Linked DNA regions of Zea mays: region 1 is linked to region 2. A link is a contact called in public Hi-C data. All regions are on one chromosome and are shown on one strand. The core of a region is the stretch at or near the end of the contact, and the rest is flanking DNA. Distances in the headings are between cores, read along the strand shown. Region 1 has its middle 23 kb from the start of LOC103643225. Region 2 holds the start of LOC103643222 (EAG2).

Region 1 (6,392 bases), core at 2,911-5,410, 200 kb before region 2:
CGGTGCCCCAATCTTCCTCGTCCCTGCTTTGCTTCTTGCCGTTCTTCTCGTGGCCGCTATGGCGGATGCAGTAGACCCTCAGAGGCAGTGGCGTAGACAAGTGGGCTGGTACGGGGCTCCTGGCTCCTCCTCTAAGGTTTATACAAACTTATATTGTCCGTGCGTTGCGACGACTTACAACAATACCCACGTAAACTATCTATAAAAAATTCTCAAGATTTTTTATTGTTTAATTTGTTTCCGCTCTCCGTATAATGATTTTTTTAATTTAGCTAACTGATGTTATTGTTTACTCCATCCAATATATCTTTGTATAACACGACCAATGAAGTGAGCGATTAGAAGAGAGTTCACAATGACTGACTGAACGAACAGATATTATAGAATGACATAATTCCACCATACATAAACCAAATAAGAGAAAGTTTGTTAGCTCAAGTTTCTAAAATAAATCACATGAACTCAAACTTATAAAAAAGATAGATCAAAATATGGAGTGGTTGCTAAAGTCAGACATCAATAAAAACTGGATGCGCTTCATATAAATTATGCTCTTTCGTAGCAATTTTTAACGTTTTAAACCAACAAATAATCTTTTATTTTACTGTTAGTGTGATAAATCATTGTTGCTCCATCCAATTCAGCAACCTCAAACACTATGAAGTCAATTGCGCCAATGTGGTATCAGAAACGACCTAATGCTTGCAAGAGCCAAAAACGTCGTACCGTGCTTGGGCTGTAGCCTCAGCCCGTAGTGCTGGCCCGGCCCGACATGATTATATTTTTTTTACAAAAAAACATATATATATATATACAATTTATATTCAATATTAAAAATATTTGACCATGATGTTCTACTGGTTAGATAGTTTCACCTAGTGTCTCCCGCCCTTCTTTCATCAGGGCATGAGTTCGAACCCACCTCTGCATCATTTTTTAACATTTTATGATGATTTAATCAAATGGGACGACAGGCTAATGTGCCAGAGCCGTGGCCCGTGGGCGTCTGGTCCATGTCGGGCCACCGTTTGGCCATCTATAGACGTGTAACAGGTTAATTTGAAATAGTTGTGAGGGATTATTTACAAAAAGATAATACAGGACGACCATTAAAACTGGTGCTTTGATTATAATAGAGATACTAATTACTACTAATTTAATTAAATATATAGAAACAACGATTGATTTAATAAATATTAGTTATTTCTTTATTTATGCGTTTGATAAAAATATGTAGTCTATTATGTTAAATTTAAACTAAAACTAGACAGTCATATAGTACATATAATCTATTAAATATTGTTTATGATCTCTCTAAAAAAATCCAGGTTATGCATCCACCAACGACTCGACGTACTCGAGCGAGGCCGTGATGGAGTACTCATGCATGACCCAGCCCGTGCTACCCTTGTCATCGTGCTCATGGAAGTTGACCTAGCGTGTACTTCTCCCACTCCATCTCTACGATGCTGCCACACACATAGGGCTGGACGAGATACTCGTAGCTTGATAACTCGCTCGATTCGGCTCATTAGTAGCTCGGTTCGACTCGGCTCGTTTTAATTTTGTAGCGAGTCAAGCTAGCATTCTAGCTCGGTTCTCTAATGAGCCAGCTCGGGTTAGCTCGTGAGCTAGCTCACGAGCCAAATGAGCCAAGCCACAACACAAGTTTGTTTAGTCGTTGGTGTCGTCTCATTTCTCATAGTCTTGTTTTCTCGTAGTTATGATCTGTGATATGGACATGTGTGGACGTGTCATGTGCTTAAATATTTGCATTATTGCATGGCTACATACCTATATTGTATATATAATATTTGATTATTGGTTATGGTTTTGTGAACTTTGTTTCTAGCAGCATATGACGTTAGTGTTGTGCAATGAAATGTTGCATGTTTGTGGAATGGATGTTGAATTGCTTTATAATGACACTTGTTGCTATCTTATTATAATACGAGTTTGTAAATATGTAAGTTAATACATACTTGGTTATTTAATTTAATATTAAAAGTTAGAAGCTAGGACGATGATATGATAATAATATTATAAAAGTTTTGGGTTTGTAGTGTTAAACACTTAAAATATGATTTTTCGGTTATATATATATTTATGTACATAGATCTTTGTATTTAGTCGTGTAGCTCGCGAGCCTAGCGAGCTGGCTCGAGCTTTATAACGAGCCGAGCCGAGCCAGATGTTTAGCTCGTTAGTATAACGAGCCGAGCCGAGCTAGCTCGTTACAATAACGAGCCATAACGAGCCGAGCCATAATGAGCCGAGTTAGCTCGATATCCACCCGTAGCTGTGAGTGACCGCTTGGTCAGGTTGCCGTGCTCAGTGGATTCTCCAATCCAGAATACGAACAAGATGGCTTACATCATACACCAAACAAAACTCTGATGGTCTTGTGGTTCTTATTTTAAAATATAATGCTTAACTCATAAAAAATAGCTCCAAGTGTTTTATTTTATAAAATTTAATTTAAAGTAATATAGGACATATGATCAAGTGACCCAAATATATATTCTAGATGAGTGCCCTACTCTTATTTTCTACACAATTCTTAACATTTTATCTCTTAATAATGTAATTTACTTTTTAAAATACATAATTTATAGCTTAACTGTTAGAGCTCAATTTGATTTTAATGTTCTAAACACTCTCTCCGTTCTAAAATAAAATTTGTTTTGCCATTTTAGTAGGTTCATACAATGTTTGTTGTATATGTTCTATATATGTGTCTACGTTTGTTAAACATAGACATAGAAATAAATTGCTAAAATGAATACTAGTTTAGAAGGAAGCAAGTAATATTTTAATTTTTTTGGCACTATTTTGAGATATTTTTTAAAAGATGAGGTGGCAGTAGTAACGGATTCCTTACGTGTTTCGTACACGCCGGCCGGCCGGCCGGCATGCATGGTGTGCGCTGCTGCCTGCGGGGGCATGATCGGCATCTCGCGGTGACCACAGGCAACGCCACTGTAGCAGAGCCGGCAACAGACCTCCAGTCGAGCGGGCCTCTCAGACCCTAAAAGACAAAGACGAGATGCATGGATGGGTCGCTTGTTTCCAATTACACTTGTGCAATCACTGACCGGGTTGATTAGACTTCACGGATACATACATCACGAGTGGGTTTTCGTTTCACCCGACTTAACCTAACATATTGCCATCCCTAAGGGCTTGTTCGGTTAGCTCTCAATCCATGTGGATTGAGTGGGATTGAATGAGATTAAATCCCAAGTAAGTCAAACTCTTTCTTAATTTTTTCCAATCTCATCCAATCCATGGGTAACGGAATTAACCGAACAAGGTCTAAATGGGGCTGATCCTCCAATCACATGCAACACGCACCAATAAATATTCAGCCATTCCAAGTTTGATTCATTCATTTAATGTTTAATTTAACATACAATAGGGATAAATATTCAGTCATTAAGATTTACTTGAGTCATTTAATGTTTACTTTAATAGAAACAACAGCAACAAATATTCAGTTATTCAAATTTTACTTCAGTGGTTTAAGGTTAAGTCGAGGATAAAAGACGGCTATGGCAACGAATGCGTAGAGATGCGACAGTGAGAAATTGCAAACGTTAGGGTGACAGAGTGGTGCGACAATCGATCAGGGCAAAGTTTAGTTAATTGCAGCCGACAGCCGAGCGAGACACGTGAGCAGCGGCATGGGACACACACATTCACCCGCATGCGCATGCGCTTCTTGTATACATGTCTAAACCGGGCTGAAGGGCGACACGATGGCCCGACCCGACCGGAAGCGTGTCCGGGTCTGCCCAGGCCGTCTACCAAGCTGTGCTAAGCCGCTTATCTGGTCCACGTCCACGGTGTATGCATGGGTCCGGTCCGGTTAACGGGGCGGCCTGATAACGGCCCAACTCGGTATATAATTCGACAGTCGTCACTCTTGAAATATGATATGTGTTTATGTGTACATAAAATTATGAAATGGGATATGAGTTGTGTATCTAAAATTCTATATTTAAGTTTGTATCAAAAATTTTAAATATAAGATATTGAATCTGAAATAAATTTAAACATTATTTTAAATTTTGAATTTTGGAGTGTTTACGGGTCCGAGCCCAGCATGGCACTACCGGCCCGTTGTGCCTCTGGCCCGGTACAGTCCCTATAAAAATAATCGTGTTGGGCCTAGACGCTTTAGACAGCCTGCAAGCCGGCCCGACACGACACTAAAACCGTGCGGGGTTCGCCATGCCCGAACCGGCCTGACCCGGCACGTGCATTTGGACAAGTATAGCTTCTTGCTTTCCTCGCCTTCTTCCTAGCCCTTCTTCCTGTCATATCCTTGCCAGGTCCTGTGTCCCTCGTAGGTCCGCTTCTAGTGATTGGTGTTGGCGTTCATGGCCTGCCCGACCGCGAAGAAGAAAGCCTCATGCTTTCGTCCATGCTTCTCGAGGAGAGGAGAGCATGCCCGACCATGATGTTGTTCCGCGGTTGCCGGTTGAGGAAGGTATAGGATGCAAGGGAGTAGGTGAAGCTTGACCACCTCGGCACCTCCTCGTCAGTGGGTACGAAATGGAAGCCAGGAGGAAGACCAAGCTCCACGGCGGCCATGGACGGTGACTCACTGACTCTATTGCAGTATTGCTCCCGTTGGCGGCGGCTCGCTAGGGATTGTTAACGGGCGTAGAGCGGCGTGGCAATAGAGAGGAGAAACGCTAAAGGATTAGATCGAGTTCGAGTGGGCGCTGCAAGAGACGACGGGGGAGTTATAGAACGACGACACGGAGAGGCGAGAACCCAGAACGTGTTGTGGATGCAGCCTTCCCATCAAGTCCGACTCCGACCCCGCTACGCGAGAGATTAATATCCGACTACAAATAAAAAGTAGGAGTAGGAAACAATCATGATTTTGTTGGTGCCAACAATGTCCCTCTTCCAAGTCGAGTATCCCTGGAGGTCTTCCGTAGGGGCAACACCGTCGTAGGTGTCCGTGGCGTTGACACCGTCGTCCTCGGTGTCGAGAAGAAGTTCACCCCCAAGCTCCAGGACTCCAGGTTGGTGTCTCCTCCCTCCCACTAGATATCTTGACGCCACTGGTGCTTCACCCAAATCCACCGCCCCCAAATCTCCGCAAGTCTGTGCGCAAGATCGCGAACTTGGACATCCCCCCACATTGCCGCTGGTGTGCGCGGGGCTCAAGGCCGACACGCGCGTGCTCATCATCAGCACCATCTCACCGTTGTTATTATTGTTAAATTCTATGGTGCTAATGATTGATTCCTAAGCTCCTAGAACACCAATATGTAACAGCAAATCCTCGATGACGAGTACATCTAATCTACTGAGAGGAACTAGATAACATACCTTCGTTGTTGTTCATCGCGACAGCCATTGCGGTGGCGTCTTGCAGTGAAGACTCATCTCCTCCTCCACCTCCCTGTATGTGGCGAGAAGACTGGTTCCCGTCGCTGGTCGGTGGTGGATCGGCCAGTGGCACATGCAGGGGGAGTCTCAGATCCCGATCTCGTTGGCGAGATCGTCGAGACCGAAGCCTTGAGTTGCAGGTCTTCCAGTCACTCCGAACGTCTAGGTGATGGGGACCTAAGCAAAGTGTTGATTAGAGTTTTGTGGTTGAGTGATTAGCGTTAGCTAAACCCGTCGGCCTCCTTAATCTATTTATATAGCGTTGTGTGACCGGGAGTGCAACCAACGGTTAGGATAGCCCCCGCTTAGGTGCGTGGTTAGACAGTTAGGATTAACCCTACGTCGGTTTCTGTTAACCGGCTAGTGTAGAGGACACAACCTAACAATCTCCCCTTTGTTCTCTACAAACCTCACACTCAAAACTTCTCTGAATTCCATCCTTTAATAAATTTACACATAGAGACCAATGCATGACTGTAACACCCCTGGTGTTACTATCACTAAAATTTGAGCATAACATCATGAGCATTAGCATATCTTGTGTTTGTTACACTTAGTGTGCATTCACTAGGTAAAAATTTCAAACAAGTTGTATTGATATGACTTGTTATGTGTGAAACCCTAGTGTAGGGTACTTAACCCTAAACCAGGCTTAGGAGTGATAATAAAGCCCAAGCATAAGGAAACCTCAAAACTCATGAGAAATAATCATAAGATATCACATTTAATGGACTTAAGTGGCACCCAAACCCTAGAAGTGCCAAAAACCCTAAAAAGACCCCTGGAAAACCCTGAGTTCAAACCCTAGGGGGTTATATGTAAATTTTGCACACTTTTGGACCCAAGTGCAAAAACCAAGGTATTTGGATACCTCAAATCATATGGTTCACACCTTTGTGGGATTGCAAAGCAAATCATGGAAATTGGGCCTAATTGCAAAAAGGTACCCTAGGAATCATGTGTGACTAAGTCTGAAAACTAGT
Region 2 (6,703 bases), core at 972-3,471:
TCATATTAGCTCCAAGATATAATGGCTAGTTTGGCAACCCTATTTTTCAATAGAAAATCTCTTACGTGGCGTTTGGATCCCTTCATTTTAGAGGAATTGGAATTCACTCAATAAAGTAACTTATTTAGTTTGGAATTTGACATTCCACCACTTTCCAAAGTTCAGATATTAGGGCCCGTTTGGCAAAGCTCCAGCTCCTGCTTCTTTAGCTCCAGATCCTGATCGTCGTGAGGAGCTGATCCTCCTGATTCTCCTAGAAAATCAGAATCATTTTCAAAACGTTTGGCAAGTAAACTGATTCTTGTCTTCTAAGAGTTGGTGGTCTGTGATGATTGTCTGTTTTACCCTTTGCAGTTCAACTTTGTTACAAACCAATAAGTAGGATGCATATACGGAAAAAATATGAAACAATAACATATAAAATATTCCCATCGTAGTAGTGCATAAAATGGTCTCAAATGTTTAATCCATAAATTGGCTCGTTATGTTTTTGTCCAATGGCAATTGCGGGTAATTTCGATCAAACTTTAAGGGAGGTCCATATTTGGTTGGTTGAGGAGCTGTTTTAAGGGAGGGTGGAGCAGGTTTTTTTAGATCCCACCTTTCTTCACAAAAACGACTCCTGATCTTTCAGCTCCACACGAGAATCAGTTTTAAAAAAATACCCGTTTGGCACGGCTCCTCTAGATCCTCGCTTAGAATCAGGAGCTGGAGCTGTGCCAAACGGGCCCTTAGTCTATCTCAAATTCATGGGTGGAGGATATATGAGAAATGATTTTATATACTAGTAGAATTTGTTTCTACTCTGTAACTTACGTGACACTCTTCGTCTCACTCCTCTATAGTAAAAATATAGCACATAAATATCTCCGACATCTTGTTAATAATAGTATACAAATATATTTTATATAAAACTGAATTATCTTAATTGATATATGCCTAAATTACTATTATTAGAATGGAATTCAATTCCAATGATTTAAACGGGGCGTTAGAAAAACAAGATTGACAAACTAGCATTTTTACTTCCACACCGACTTGCCGACGGCCGGTGAACCTGAAACCTACCTTGCTAAGTGCAGAACAGCTACAACCACATGTGCACACTCTTACTTGTCATTGACACCGTCTCGCGTCATTACGCCCACAAACCTCATCAGCAAATACCAGTTTCATTTTCATACTAACGCCCCAGCTTAAGCAAAAATATGATATCTAATCTTTCAAACACTTCATTTCATCTAGCTCGTGGAAGATCTTGATACTAAAAAATGCTAGTACGTTCTTTGACTCCTCTTGGTCTGGAGGGTTGTTTAATTAAAAGGGCTGGCCGTACTGCTTGTTCAGAGACTACTAACTAGTAACTACATATTGACTTCTGATCATTGCACCTTGACATGCTTAATGAGTGGCCGGATTACATATCAAAGCAACAGAACGCATCAACTAACGGATTAGCACAATCACGCGTTCGCGTTGCACAATCCATGCACCTGCATGCATATATATATAGCTGGCGTACGAGCCTGATGATATATATAATAACTTGGCTGGAACAAGCGAGCAAGTGAAACCCAATCGAGCATCGTTACATTTTATTTTATTCAGAAGCTACATAGAGACTGATGACAGTCCAAGCATGCATCATCACACATCGTCCCAAGCTTGTGAAGTAGCAGCAGCAGTCTAGCTAGATGGATCTACTTGTTGTTGCCTCCTCCCTGGTGGAGGCCATGGAAGAACTCCTGCGGGCTGGCCTCGAAGACGGAGCGGGAGATGTACTCGCCGCCGCCGCCGGGCGCCTTCATCATTCCGTCGCCGCCACTGCCGCCGGAGCCTGACTTCCCTGCACCACCATAGCCCCCACCGCCGCCGCCTGCTGACTTGCCGCCGCCGGTCTTGCCACCAACACCTCCTCCGCCCTTGCCACCTCCTCCGCCCTTGCCACCACCCCCGCCGCCGCTCTTGCCACCGCCACCTCCGCCCTTGCCACCACCCCCGCCGCTGCCGCCCTTGCCGCCCATCTCTCTCTGAGAACGATCGAGTTGCTGATCGATCAGTACTCTTCTTGGTGACGTTCAGTGGTATATCCCGAGAAGTAGACTGAAGGCCTTCCCTCTATATATAGAGAGCGGAGCGAGGTCCATGGCGTTCGAGTGTTCAGCGCATCTAGCGATGCACACGAAGCGCTGGAACAGTCCAGTGGAATGCATGCATTCATTCACTCCCCAGTGTTCGTTGTGGCTGTGTCCCTTCGTTTTCTTCAGACTATAATAAATTCATCCATTGTTCATTCCCGACGCCCTGACTGCTGCGTGTGTATGTATCGTTGCAATTTTAACTCAGTCCACTTTGACTGACTCTGACTGGCTAGTGTTTTTCCTAGTATATTCGTTCCCCGAGTTTACCGCCTTTGATAAAAACAAAAGAAAAAACTAGGCCCTGACGATGGTTCTCAAAGCCCATGACACTCCCTCCAGCTTGGCGGCCCGTTTGTCCATTGACAGCCCGGCCTGTTCCTTCCCGCCGATGGCGTGCAACCGTTCGTCGGTGCCCGGAAGCTCAGTTTGGCTACTTGCATTGTGCTCGTGCGTCACATGATTTTGTTCTTTTGTTGGCAACAACGACAGCTAATTCATCGATCCATTGTGGATTTTGGCCATGAGAAAAAGAAGAAGAAAATAATATACTCACTGTATATTACCCAAGAAAAATTGAAACAAAAGTGGAAAAAGAAAATGAGGAAAACATGGGGGGCATGTTTGGTTTGTTGTCTCTGTTACCAAGTTTAAGGTTAGACATATTTGACTAGCTTAGTCACGTGTTTGGTTTGTAGCCATAGTTATGACAAAATTTTTCTCCTATACAGAGGTCTAACTCGTCAATGACTTGTAAAAGTACAGCAAAGTTGTCTTAGTATGCTAAGATGTGACGAAGAATTTGAATACCTAACCTCAGTCAAGTGTGGCAGAAAATATGTGTCAAATTTAGGCATCTTAGTTATACAACCAAATAGACCTGTCGTCTGTCGCTTGCCGCCATGGAGATTGGAGAGTGGACACTTACTAGCGGCTGATTCAGGGGGTGCAAAGTGGGCCCTTAATTTTTATAACCTCTTATACCTAGTGTTCATTTAGGGTTAAGTATAGAAAAAATTAAAGTTTTTTAGTGGGCTAAAATCGTTTTATCTTGGCCTCCTCGTAAGATCAGTCCAGTCCTCTTGACTCCTATCCTCCTTTTTTGGATTAGTCCTCGCATCTATCCATTCAATCCTATTATTCCTGACGCTGCTCTAGTCAGTCCACCTCGATGCCCCGTTCTCGATATTACCACCACTGCCCGTTCTAGGTATGTGATGTCGCCCGCCCCGCTCATCGTCATCGCAACGCCAGCCAGCCCGGCAAGCCTAATATCGCTCATCACGATGATGTGACTCGTCCGTGGCAGTTGGTGAGCTTGGCGAACCAGTGAGCCCTGACACTGAGCTGGAGACATCACCTGACCCCACTCTTTCCTAATGCCCTGCCCATCAAGGGAATCCACATTCAGCAAGACACACATGGCTTCGATTCGGTAAGGAAAAGACTTAGCAGTATGTTTGCTTCTTTTGTCCATATAGTTTTTTTAACGTATATCATGTTTGATGGCAAAAACAACAACTAATTCATCGATCCATTATGGACTTTGGTCATTTTTTACGACGGTAGGATCCGTTTCTATTATTTGCATAACAAAACAGTAAAGATTGTCTCATATCGACAAAATAAAAGGGTACCAGCGCACCCACTCATCTGTGATAGAAACATATCAAAAGTAGACCTAGGGGGACAAAATAAACCTACTGGATGTAACGAGGTTTTTCCAGGAGGCACACAGGTCTGGCTCAGAGCCGTGGATATCAGACCGAAAACAGTTCTCGTCGCGGGGGACGACGAGCTACTTAACCCAACAACAGCTAACTGACTGCAAAAAAAACCCCAGCATTGTGAGCAGATCAGTTGTCGCTTCTAGATTCATCATTCTCTTCATCATCTTTATTCGATGCCGTAATCTCTAGCTTGGAACTTCGACTTTCATCAACAACTTAGCTCCTTCTTGTAGTAGCTCACACAACTCCTTCTTTCTCAATCCTGGCCACGTTTTAACCAACGCACAAGCATGGCACAAAATTTCATAAGGTGATTTAATTAAAACATCGACGAAGCAAACTTTATTTAAGCTTTCCAAGTATCCTAGAATATATCCGACACCCGAACTACGTTTTAACTTTCCAAGTATCCTGCCCACATTTGCAGCCTGATCGCACCTCGAAGGGTGATAAGGTAAATTACTTGAATGGTGGAGGGAACATAAGTACAATTTTCCAATATTATCTTATTTTGCTAGAGATATTCTTCTTATTCTTGTTTCGTCGGTTTTGTCTGAAGCAACATTCAACACAGTGGGTAGAACAATTGAAGAAAGGAGATCCTCTCTTGCATCTGAGACAGTGGAGGCCATCACCTGCCTTAAGGATTGGAAAAGAGCAGGAGATAGAAAGCAACATCAACTTGAAGATCCTGGGATTGAACAAGCTTTTACTGATTTTAGCCATGATTAGTGTTACTTCTTTTATCTAGTTCATCGTGTTATTATGGACTGTTATTGTAATATGGACTGTGAACGTTAAGACTTTTGTCGATGTGCACTATTTTCTTTACAGAGGGAGTCCCACACTGGGGTGCAAGGTTTTTAACGAGACAGATCGAGGAATAAAATGTAGTTCCTCTCAAAAATTTGTTTGTGTTGTCTAATTTATTGTAAGGATAAGGATATGCCTTATGTTGTTGCATCAATGTCTAAAACTTTGTTTCTGTATTTTGTTGTGCTGCTGTTTTTGTTGTTTGTGAGGTTTTGTTGGCCCTGTCACTTAATTGCGTGTCGAGCCTAAGCCAGCATGACCGAAAGCAAGCCCGCCATGCTTTAGGGTGACCTTCATTTCAGGTGATAGGCACGCTACGACCCGGACCGGATGGAATCCGTGTTGATCTAGCATGACACGGCCCTAACTTGCAGGACTTCCAGTGTTGCCTGCATGCTGCAATCAGAAAGAGGAAGCACACGGCGGCAACCGTTGCCTGCCTGTGTCGTGCGTCTGGTGGGTGCTGGTCGCAGTCTCGCAGACTCCCAGCCCGCGGCGCCCGGTATGCCGCTCACGCCCCCGCTGCGGCCTCCGGGCCCCTCCCTTCCCGCGCCCTTCCTATTTCGGGATCGCTAGTACTACTAGGGCCGCGGACCCCTCCGCGACGGCCCGACCTACCGTTAGCTGTCCCGGCGGTCCGCTCCTCTCCCGGCCACCTCTACCCCGGACGCATGCATGTGGACATGTCCCACCGCGTCCGGCTCGCGGCGGCGGCGCTCGTCGCGGTCGCGGCGCTGGCCCTGGCGCTCGCCCCCGGCGCCGCGGCCAAGTGGCAGCGGACCAGGAACGGCACCGTGGTCAGCTACGACCGCCGCTCGCTCATGTTCGACGGCCACCGGGAAATCTTCTTATCCGGGTCCATCCACTACCCGCGGAGCCCGCCGGACATGTGGCCGGAGCTCATCGCCAAGGCCAAGGAGGGCGGGCTCAACACCATCGAGACCTACGTGTTCTGGAACATCCACGAGCCCGAGAAGGGTGAGGTAAGGACTAAGTAAGTAGGAGTAGCCACCGCCACCACATCTCTCGATCCATTGGTGCGATCCATTATTCCATCCATCCATCGGTTGATGGACACATGCGTTCCATTTAATTTCCTTGCAGTTCAACTTCGAGGGGCAGAACGACGTGGTGAGGTTCTTCCAGCTGATCCAGGAGCACGACATGTACGCCATGGTCCGGCTCGGGCCCTTCATCCAGGCAGAATGGAACCACGGGTTTGTTCGTGTGCTGCATTCCTCTCGTCCCTTCCTTCATTTGCTCTAATTAGCATTTCACACGATCTTTTCCAAAGTCTTTCCATTTTCTTCTTTCTGACTTTTTTTTCCACTGTCATTTCGTTTTTGTTCTGTACCAATTCTTCGATTCGTCAGAGGACTGCCCTACTGGCTAAGGGAGATCCCTGACATTGTGTTCCGGACGAACAACGAGCCATACAAGGTGATCGCTATCTATCTGATGACCAGAACAACTAATTGTGCATGGGAATAAATCATAAATGGGAGGGCGCCTTGCGATGTACTCAGAAGTTACCAGGTGTTGACGATCCTGTTGGTTCGGTTTACGCAGATGCACATGGAGACGTTTGTGAAGATCATAATAAAAAGGCTCAAGGATGCCAACCTTTTCGCGTCACAAGGAGGCCCCATCATTCTAGCACAGGTTAATTAGACAGTTCAAACTGCTGTAGCAGCCTCTTCCTCTCGAGGTTTCTTTGTGTCATGATGAACAATGCTCTGGGTCGGTCTCTGCAACCTCTTCCTCTCAAGGATGCCAACCCTTTCTGTCTTTGATCTTGGCCTGGCCTAATGAACAATTCTCTGGTTGCTGTGTATGCTCCTTTCTGACGAAATGCATGCGCCCAATTCTGTCTGCCAGATCGAGAACGAGTACCAGCATATGGAAGCGGCGTTCAAAGATGAGGGCACCAAGTACATCAACTGGGCAGCGAAGATGGCCATCTCCACCAACATCGGCATACCGTGGATCATGTGCAAGCAGACCAAAGCTCCTAGTGATGTG

What was found. Hi-C and Micro-C count contacts between places; a contact is called where the count stands out from the background.
Region 1: a Hi-C map of tassel shows a contact between it and region 2, with 6 times the contacts expected there. The contact joins the enhancer-like site here to the promoter of LOC103643222 in region 2. A contact is called at or near these places in 13 of 25 Hi-C or Micro-C datasets (bundle sheath, ear, endosperm and 4 more) and 1 of 3 datasets of contacts at active chromatin or transcription factors (leaf).

What each region holds. Positions count from the first base shown.
Region 1 is chr1:211,641,394-211,647,785 of Zm-B73-REFERENCE-NAM-5.0, reverse strand. No RefSeq gene overlaps it. Among protein-coding and RNA genes, the nearest start is that of LOC103643225, 23 kb to the left of the region's middle. Within about 2 kb of position 4,160, at least 17 of the 20 cell types and tissues checked have an H3K27ac peak or open chromatin away from gene starts, as enhancers often do. A contact at or near this core is called in bundle sheath, ear, leaf and 2 more, where this site is marked.
Region 2 is chr1:211,437,639-211,444,341 of Zm-B73-REFERENCE-NAM-5.0, reverse strand. It overlaps LOC103643222 (EAG2), which reads right to left and starts at 2,221. Exons shown (of 2, transcript XM_008666377.3): 1 at 2,074-2,221; 2 at 1,569-2,071. The coding sequence starts at 2,221. The coding sequence ends at 1,701. LOC100194296 reads left to right here and starts at 5,308. Exons shown (of 14, transcript NM_001359446.1): 1 at 5,308-5,664; 2 at 5,786-5,898; 3 at 6,055-6,121; 4 at 6,251-6,343; 5 at 6,560-6,703. The coding sequence starts at 5,353.